Linked DNA regions of Zea mays: region 1 is linked to region 2. A link is a contact called in public Hi-C data. All regions are on one chromosome and are shown on one strand. Each heading gives the region's core, a stretch centred on a gene start, on an enhancer-like site or on the middle of the called end of the contact. The rest is flanking DNA. Distances are from core to core; before and after follow the strand shown. Region 1 holds the start of LOC541874 (homocysteine S-methyltransferase-2). Region 2 holds the start of LOC100280665 (methylcrotonoyl-CoA carboxylase subunit alpha).

What was found. A called contact is a pair of places that touch in the nucleus more often than the background predicts.
Region 1: a contact with region 2 is called in a Hi-C map of bundle sheath, with 4 times the contacts expected there. The contact joins the promoter of LOC541874 here to the promoter of LOC100280665 in region 2. A contact is called at or near these places in 3 of 25 Hi-C or Micro-C datasets (bundle sheath, leaf and tassel).

Annotation. Positions count from the first base shown.
Region 1 is chr1:176,067,363-176,071,964 of Zm-B73-REFERENCE-NAM-5.0, reverse strand. LOC541874 (homocysteine S-methyltransferase-2) reads right to left here and starts at 2,337. Exons shown (of 7, transcript NM_001111542.2): 1 at 2,043-2,337; 2 at 513-569; 3 at 230-435; 4 at 9-138. The coding sequence starts at 2,222.
Region 2 is chr1:175,545,196-175,549,548 of Zm-B73-REFERENCE-NAM-5.0, reverse strand. LOC100280665 (methylcrotonoyl-CoA carboxylase subunit alpha) reads right to left here and starts at 1,691. Exons shown (of 16, transcript NM_001371674.1): 1 at 1,151-1,691; 2 at 745-866; 3 at 504-651; 4 at 195-332; 5 at 1-93. The coding sequence starts at 1,534.

The DNA.
Region 1 (4,602 bases), core at 1,088-3,587, 520 kb before region 2:
TAGTAGACCTCAGCTTCCAGTTTGTTGGGAATCGTTTCGAAAGCAATCAAATCGGGGCCTGCTTCCGCAAGAACCTGGAGCCTCCGCCGATGGAAATCTTTCAGGAACTCTTTCGTACCAGCTTCACCATAATCCCCACTATTTACAGCGAAAAACAAAAGTGAGTATCTGCCATAAGTTTGTGAAACCATAGTATGTGGCTATGTGCCGTTAAGTGGGTTGTAAATACCTGTACTCGGAGCCATCGGCAAGATAAGCTCCATAACTCCCTAAAGACGCTGCGACCAGAACCGGGTGCTGTATAGGAGTGGACTTCTCCAGATGTTCCTTCAAGAACATCTCACGAGCTTCCAGTGCAATCTCGACACTCTTTGTTAGTAAGTTTTCACTCTGTTCTTTTGAAAAACCCTTTGATTCAAACCCTTGAATAGTGGCCTGCAGTACCCAAGATGAGTGTCAGTATCATATTGACAAATGGGCACCACATGAAGCTGAAAAGTTGAGTGTTCAACCTGATACGATGCTGTGATTATAATGTTTGCGCCAGCTTCCAGATAGTCCATGTGGACCTGGTTCACCAAATATACATAAACGGTTATTTAATGTACCATGGCAATCTGAAAATGACTGTTTTCGTATGAAAAAAAATTGCTTAAACCAAAATACAAAAAATATGAGTTGTCGCTTAAGAAACTGCAGGCAGAACAAAGAAGGGATTTGAACAGTATGGTAACGACAGAAAATTGCTAATTCGGTTCTGTTAATATAGGGTCTGTTTTGTTCCTTTAGTCTATAGACTAAAGTTTACTCTAGAAAAGGATTAAAAGTATCTAGAACACATTAAATGACTCATAAGGCTAATATGCACCTTATCATTCTCCTGCCATTAATACAACTGAAATAAATGAGGAGCAAAAGGTGAAATTAATATGGTTTAGTCCCTTTTAGTCACCTAGGGACTAAGGGCCTGTACAACCCAATTGAATGAGGGGGCTCTTGAGGAGTCTTTAGGGGGCTAAATGGAAAAAAGTCAAGAGATAGGCTCTTCACCAAGAGCCCGTCTCTACACGGTATTCTATACATATTATGTCTTGACTGTATTTATTATTTAGGGGCTAAGAGTTGTATTATACGGTCTCTTAGCTGTCTCTTGTATTTAAAAAACCGTTCCAGAGGCTCAGGGTAGAGGCTCAGGGTTGTACATGCCCTAAAGCAGTTTAATCTCTGTTTTATTCCTAACTGAATAAGACTAAAAATGGAGAACAGGCCCATAATAGTATCCAGGCAGATGTTCCTGTCCGGCCTCCTCCGTAATGGATGGATTGAGCCAAACGTGAGTTCTGGTTTACGAAGGCCATAGTAAAGGACTCAGCTCAGTTGGGGATAAGTCTGGATAAGAAGACCGATCCAGGGCAAGCTCAGAATCATCAACTAGAATATATAAAAGTCATATTCCTGGACCGCCACCAAATTCAGTCGCTAGCATAAGCTTTTGTCCCTTGACGCATGAGCCAATTCAGCAGCAGGCATGGCCGCATGGGCCTTATTCGTTCAAATCTCCACAACATACCCATACGCATAGGAACACATGCTCCTGTCCTGTTCACGATGTCGTAGTAGCTGGTGCCTGGTGGGGACGCTCCCAGATATTCTTTTGCTGCAACGATATTTCATTCCAATACTCTCGGACCATGACAACAAAAAGAAAGCCTCCCCACTACTACCTTGCAGTAATAAACTAGTAGTACGTCTTAACAAGCAGTGACGCGTCGATCTCACCCCGTCAAGGTCTCGGCGGCTCGTCGTTTGTTACTCGCCTGTTCCGAATACAGAAGAAACAAAAGAAGGGTGGGTAAAAAAAAAAGGAGCAGCACGGCCGCATCGCCGCGTGCGCGCTTGGGTTCTCCCTCGCTCGAAGGACAGAGGGCGGAGATCCAGCAGACCGCCACGAAGTACCCGCCAACTTTCTAGTAGGGAGGAAGCGCGGAACGGCGGCCGAATGCGCGTCATACGAAGAGCAGGGTTTGAGGGGAGTGGTTTGCCTTGCGGATGAGGTGCGGGGAGGAGAGGAGGCACTTAGCGCTCCAGAGCGGGTCGTTGAGGTCGGCGCCGTTGGCCTCGAGCTCCGTGGCCAGCCCGCCGTCGAGGACGAGGCGTCCTCCGGCGGCGTCCACCCACCGCCGCACAGCCTCCTCCGCGCTGCCGGCCGCCGTCACCACCATCTTGTTCCGACCCCTGCTCCTGCTGCCACTGGTGGCTGGGCGGTGTGCAGAGCTAGGTTATTATTCGATCTGGAGGAATGTGGAGGGTTCAGAGGGTTCTAGATTTTGTTAGCGGAGAGCCGGAGAGGGTAGTGGGCGGCCTTTGCAGATGCAGGATGGGGGACGTCTTTATAAAATACAATATGTGATGTGAAACTGCAGTTGTTTGTAGAACGAAGTTTTAAATATAAGATGTTATAGAAAAATGAGATAGAAGATTTATTGGAGATAATTTAAACCTGTCTCTAATAATTTAAGTTGTCTGTAAAATATTGTTTTATATAGTGTACTGTTCATATAGTAGAGTTTAAAATAGACGTGGAATGAAAGGTGGATAGAAAGGTTATGTTTTAATGCACTAGAGATAATAGTTAGCTACTCAAATCAGCTGCAGACATACAAGCAGTCTAGCTAATATTTCAGCTAATAGCTACTTTTAGCAAATCAACTAATAGGTAGCCAACTATCTGTTAGTTAGCTAATTTACTAACAACTTTTTATCGAGCTAACTATTAGCTCTATTGCATTCACACATGATCGAAGTCTGTTGAAGATGGCCTAAGGCTATAGCCAGCAGATCATATATATGATTGTGCAAACCACTGTTTTGCATTATATAGATTGCACTATTTATATATAGAGTTTGAAATACGAGATATAGATAAGTTGTTCGCGCCATCTTTTAGGTCAGTTCAAAATGAGAAAATATCGTGCACAATAAAGCGATCTAGTGTATTCAATTAAAATCCAACTGTTAGTATTATTTGATATTTAATTCCTTCCCCTTTAAACCTAGCTCCTATTTATATTTAACTCATTCCATATGAAATAGTTGGATCTAGATTGGATGTTATAAATTGTTTGATTGCTCACTCGCACTAAATGGATGATTGCATATGATATGTCCCATTCAAAATTGACTAAGTTTGATAGAGTATTCACTATGGTGGTTTAGACTATCTCCAACGGTATCATTTATATCCCTCTTTACAAGGCTTTCTAAAAAAATTCCTTCCTTTATATCTCAGTCATCTACATATTTGCTCTAGATTTTTTTACGTACATATTTATTATACACTTAAATGGCTTATAAATATTTTAGTTAGACTTATTTCGTTATTTAAAATATTAAAATAGAATGAGAAGAGAGGAAAGATTCTATATGTATATAGAGAACAAAGGAAAGTTCTCTATATTTAAAAGAAAGACACAACATATAAAGGAGCGAAATTTCCTCTAAAAATAAGATAGGAAATGGTTTGGGTACTGTCGGTACCTCAATATTGGAGTACACACTATTGCTAGGTCAAGGCGGACCATCCCGCACTACCATTAGCTAGCATGCTAATGGTGATCTGTCCTAACCTAGTGGTTGGGCCTGCCCAGTAAGCCCACTGCGCTCGGGAGAAGGCCAACACCTATAATCAGCACTCTAGAACCTCAAAGAGGGTCTGGGTTTGCCATGTGCCTTTAAGATGAGGGCTCTCGGAACCTGCGGCCGGCCGGAACCCCAGGAACAGCCCGGCCCTCATGGAGGGCCACCCAAACCTCTGCCTAAGAGGGTCCAGTGCTGCCACGTGTTGACCAGCTCCGGACGAGACGGGACCTCCCCCGAACACCATCCGGACCCCCAACCAAGGGTGGTCGAGAGCTGTCGTGAGGAAGGACGGTCCTAGTCACTACTCCCCTAACAAGGCGAGGCCTAGTGCTGCCACGTGTTCTACGACGTGTGACATAAGCCATCGGGGAGAGCCCGACATCAGCCTTTGAGTATAGTGTGCCTCTACATTTACTGCGGACAAGACGTATACCTGCTCGCCCTAGTGGCAGGCGGTGCATCCATAGTACGCAGGTCGCATAGTAACTCACGTGTTACCGAGGCAGGATCATTGACTCTTTGTGCCGCATGGACTGCTATCATCATGACTCCCACTGTATCCCACACGGTACCGAGACGAAGGGTGACAGATGGAGAAGACAGGACGCCACCTGATCATCCCTACGAGCGGTAGCGCGTCAACCTACGCCACAACCTACACCCGCGCCCTACTCCAATTAGACAGGGCCAGGGCACGACAAGCCAGGAGATCTACACTAAGACCAAGTGAAGATATTCGTTCTCCATAGATCGACGCTCCACTTACCCCATATCTAGCAATAGATTATTGGGCCCACTTGTCGGGGCTTAGTCACCATGTGTGTGCCTGCCTTGGGCTATAAAAGGGAGGACATACACGGTAGAGGACAGACCCGAACAAGGTTGGAAACAAGTTCGACTAAGTCTGGGCGAGGGCCAACTGAGACTCAAACAACACATAGAGACTCCCAAGCAATACTACTC
Region 2 (4,353 bases), core at 442-2,941:
TGGAGCTTCCTCGATGATCTTCTGATGCCTTCTCTGTAGACTGCAGTCTCTCTCATAAAGGTATATCGCATTTCCATGTTGGTCGCCAAATACCTTCAAACATTAATGCAGTACAAGGGAAGACAACAAAGAGTTACTGCAGGTTTCCAATTGTATGAAGGACTGTGGCAGGTCCAATATCAATTGAATCTTACCTGGACTTCTACGTGTCTTGGTTGAGTAATATACTTCTCAATCAATAGTGTGTTTACACCAAACGATGCTGCAGCTTCCCGTTGAGCGCTCAGTACAGAATCCACAAATTCATCAGGCCTTTCGACTATTCTCATCCCCTTAAGAAAGGATATAGGATGAAAAGGTTACACACACACACAAGACACACATAAGATAGGTCATGCAGCTACAGAGCAGGCTTCTCTGGAACACTTGAAAGCTATATGCCTAGCAAATCATAATAAGAACTTCTCCATGCATGAGACAATCTGAGAAACAGTTTAGCACACCTTGCCCCCTCCACCATGGGTGGGTTTGATTAAAACAGGATAACCGATTTTATCCGCTTCGAGTTTCAACAGCTCAACGTCCTGGTCAGCCCCATGGTACCCTGGAACCAGCGGCACGCCAGCAGCACCCATGATCCTCTTGGATGCACTGTATTTTACAAATTATGTTCAGTGTGCACTGCTCTGAACAAGAGCCAAAACAGAACAATCTGTAAGCACACCAGACAAGAAGATGTTTTACCTCTTATCGCCCATGTCTCGGATTGCAGATGCTGGTGGTCCAATGAATTTGAGCCCCTCGGCTTCACAGAGCTGCGCGAAATCAGCACTCTCTGAAAGGAAACCGTATCCCGGGTGGATAGCCTGCACAAAGCAAATTCATGGCATACTAAACTTTCGTACTGTTCTCCACTTCCACACTTCCCTACGACTCGCCTACGTGCTACAGCGTGTGCGTGTGGCGGGGGATACTCGTTTTAATGTAAAGTAGAGCTATCTCTACAGAGCAAGTGAGCAACGACAACGACCAACGATCGGTGTGTGTGGCACTGACACGGCAGGGCACGCGGCTCCAGACGCAAAGTAGGGGAAAATAATGAGCGAGACAGCGACGGGCGGCAGGGCAGGGGAGGGGTTGGTAGACGGACCTGGGCGCCGGTGCGGAGGGCGGCCTCGATGATGGCCCTGGCGTTGAGGTAGCTCTCCCGCGCGGGCGGCGGGCCGATCCTGACGGCCTCGTCGGCGGCGCGCACGTGCAGCGCCCCGCGGTCGGCGTCGCTGTACACGGCCACGGTGGCGACCCCGAGGCGGCGCGCGGTGCGCATGACCCGGCACGCGATCTCGCCCCGGTTCGCCACCAGCACCTTCTCGATGCCCCCGCCGCCCGCCGCCGACGACGAGGCCGCAGCTGCGGTTGGTGGGGAGGAGGAGAGGAGCCGCGCGGCGTGGAGGGGTAGCGCGGGCACGGGGCAGCCCGGGATCCCGCGCCCGCGGCGGCGCAGGTGGAGGTGGAGGAGGAGGCGGGAGGCCATCCTGCGGTGGCGATGGTTCGGCTGGACGCTGGTGGAGGCTTGGAGAGCAGTGGTGACTGGTGTTGAGCAAGACGGAGTGGCGCGACGACGGGTCGGTGGAATTGTGGAAATAGTACGCGAGATGCGAGATGGGGGGCGTCGTCAGTGTGGGCCTGGGTTGGTCCCGCTGGATAAGGGCGGTGACTGGTCAGACGAGTCCGCGACGTCTCTCCTTGTTCCCGTCGGCCGTCCGTAGCTCTCCAGCCTTCCTGCGCGAGCGTGCCGAGAAGGAAGGGCGGATGAGCATCTCAGGTAGAGATGGCAATGGGGACCCGATCCCCGATTCCCCGCGGGAATTCCCCTATTAGGGGACGGGTATGGGACAAATTTAGTCCCCGCGGGGATCTAAATGGGGGAAATTTAATCCCCGTCGGGTTCGCGGGGACGGGGACGGGGAACCATCCCCCGTCCCCGTTCCCCGTGTACCCGCCCCACGAAACTATTTTATCCAAGTTAGTCAATTTACTTGTTAAAATTATAGTAAGAACTCAGTGCATGACATGTTATAAAATAGAAAACTAAACTCTAAAGTAGATATCTCTTGTAATTTTCAATCTTGTTTGTTAAATTTGTATTAATTTGATACAATCAATTTAAATTTATCTTTAAATATTGTACTTCTAGCAGAGACAGATTCCCCGCGGGGTTCCCCACGGGGATAAATTCCCCGACGGGGACGGGGATGGGAGAAAAAGCTCCCCCGTGAGCGTTCGCGGGGACGGGGACGGGGAATTTTTATCCCCGCGGGGACGGGGGTGGGAAGCCATTCCCCGACGGGGAAATCCCCGTTGCCATCCCTAATCTCAGGCCTGCGTACCTCAGAGCTCAGATGGTATCTTTTCCAATTTAAAATCTATTTTAGTATTTTATTGGATTCATACACTAATTGTATATGTTTTTATATATGTCTAAATAGTGATGATCTAAAATTGGAATAAAGGAGGAGCTGATTACATAGTGATCATTAGCCGAGGCAATACAACTCAAATTTCTCTATTCTTCTCCATTTTCCCTCTTTCTCTACCCCCATCTTTCTCCAATAGACTGAGGAGCTAATTTTTCTTTTTTTCTCCTTAGTCCTTCCTTCTCTATCCCTCACCGAATTTTATATCCCAATCCCCCTTTAGATTCATCTCTGTATCTAGATTTATCATTATTTATTTGAACATAAACATAAAGTCTAAGTGCTAAAATGAATTGTGGGACCGTGAGAGTATTTAAATCGATGAATAGAAGGATTTGCCATTAACTTCGCACAAATCAATATTTTGTTAACTAAATTTCTTTTACGGAGACAGCTATTTCCTTTAACCCATTCATGTCTCTCCACCACAATCTTTCACCCTAACATATTTACTACTTTTACTTTCGGTGCTTACCGAGGGGTCGATAATAAAGTGACACTAGTTATATGCATATTGCTATGGTCTATATATCACATGGTAGAATTTGTTTTAATAAAACGCAAATAACTAATCTCACTTATGTACAATTTTATTTTATCTATATCACTATATGAACCACCAGTTTAAACTTTACAAAATCCACCCAACAAAATAATCCCTATACTCATGACATCTACTAAATCCACCAAACAAATTGTATCTAGACTTAACCCACTATCAAAACGGTTCAGATCGTCGAATAACCTCAAATTCAATGGACACTATTATTTGGATAATCTTTCATCACTCCCCTCTCCCTACCTATCGGGGAAAAGATCCTCGAGCCCCTGAGGCCCACCGCTCAAAAAGAGAGCGAGATAAGGACCTCTGGACTATCGGGGACCACCAATCAGCAGGAGTGGAACCGTCTACCCTAGAAACGTGTGCCCCCGATAAAGCTCGAAGCACTAAGCCTGGGGTCGGGTGAGGCAGAGCTAGAGAGGGGGCGGGCGAACCGAGGGGAAGCCACTCGAGTGGATTTCTCGTCTGGCCCGAGACTGACCCACCATAAATGGCTGGCCGCATTAATTCCGCCTAGCACCGACCGCAATAGAGAACCGGTCCGCCTCCCACTTATGACCTACGAGCTCCTCGGCCTACGGCACACTCATGACTAGAGCTGAAAGTTGGGTCGTGTCGTGCTGGCATACCCCGGACCCATCGTGCTTCGGGCTATTTTTTGGGCCAGCATGACACGAAATAATTTTCGAGCTGGGTCGTGTCGTGACTAGATATACTAAAAACTAGGCCCGACCCGGTCCGAAGCATGGCAGTCTAATGATCGTGTCGTCCCGGCCCAAGCATGACACGGACAAAAAACTTGTATATATCTAAAAAACTACATCCTCAAAATAATCATAACTTTGCTATAAACTAAAAAATCATATGAGAAGGGAAATCAATGTTTTATATAACTTTTGCGAAGAGATAAAAAAATATTGAAGCATGAAATAACCATTTAAACGCTAGTTTTCTAATTCGTGCCTCACTTCGTACCGTGTCGGCTCAAGCACGACCCATCTAGTCGTGTCGTATCGTGACGCCCATCGTGCCTAAGTTTGAGGCACGGCTCGGCCATTCGGGCCATGCCAGCCCAACCCATTTTCCTTCGTGTTAGGTCATACTTTGGTCTTTTATATTCATGTCGTGTCGTGCCGACCCCAAATGGTCTGGCCCAAACTTTCAGGTCTACTCATGACCTACGAGCCCCTCGGACTGTGGCACAATCATGACCTATTAGTACTAGGCCTGAGTGCACATGCCATCTACAGGGCCCGCGACACGACGAGCCAGACCGAGACCCAGGTTACAGAGGCCAGTGGATGGCGTGGCGCA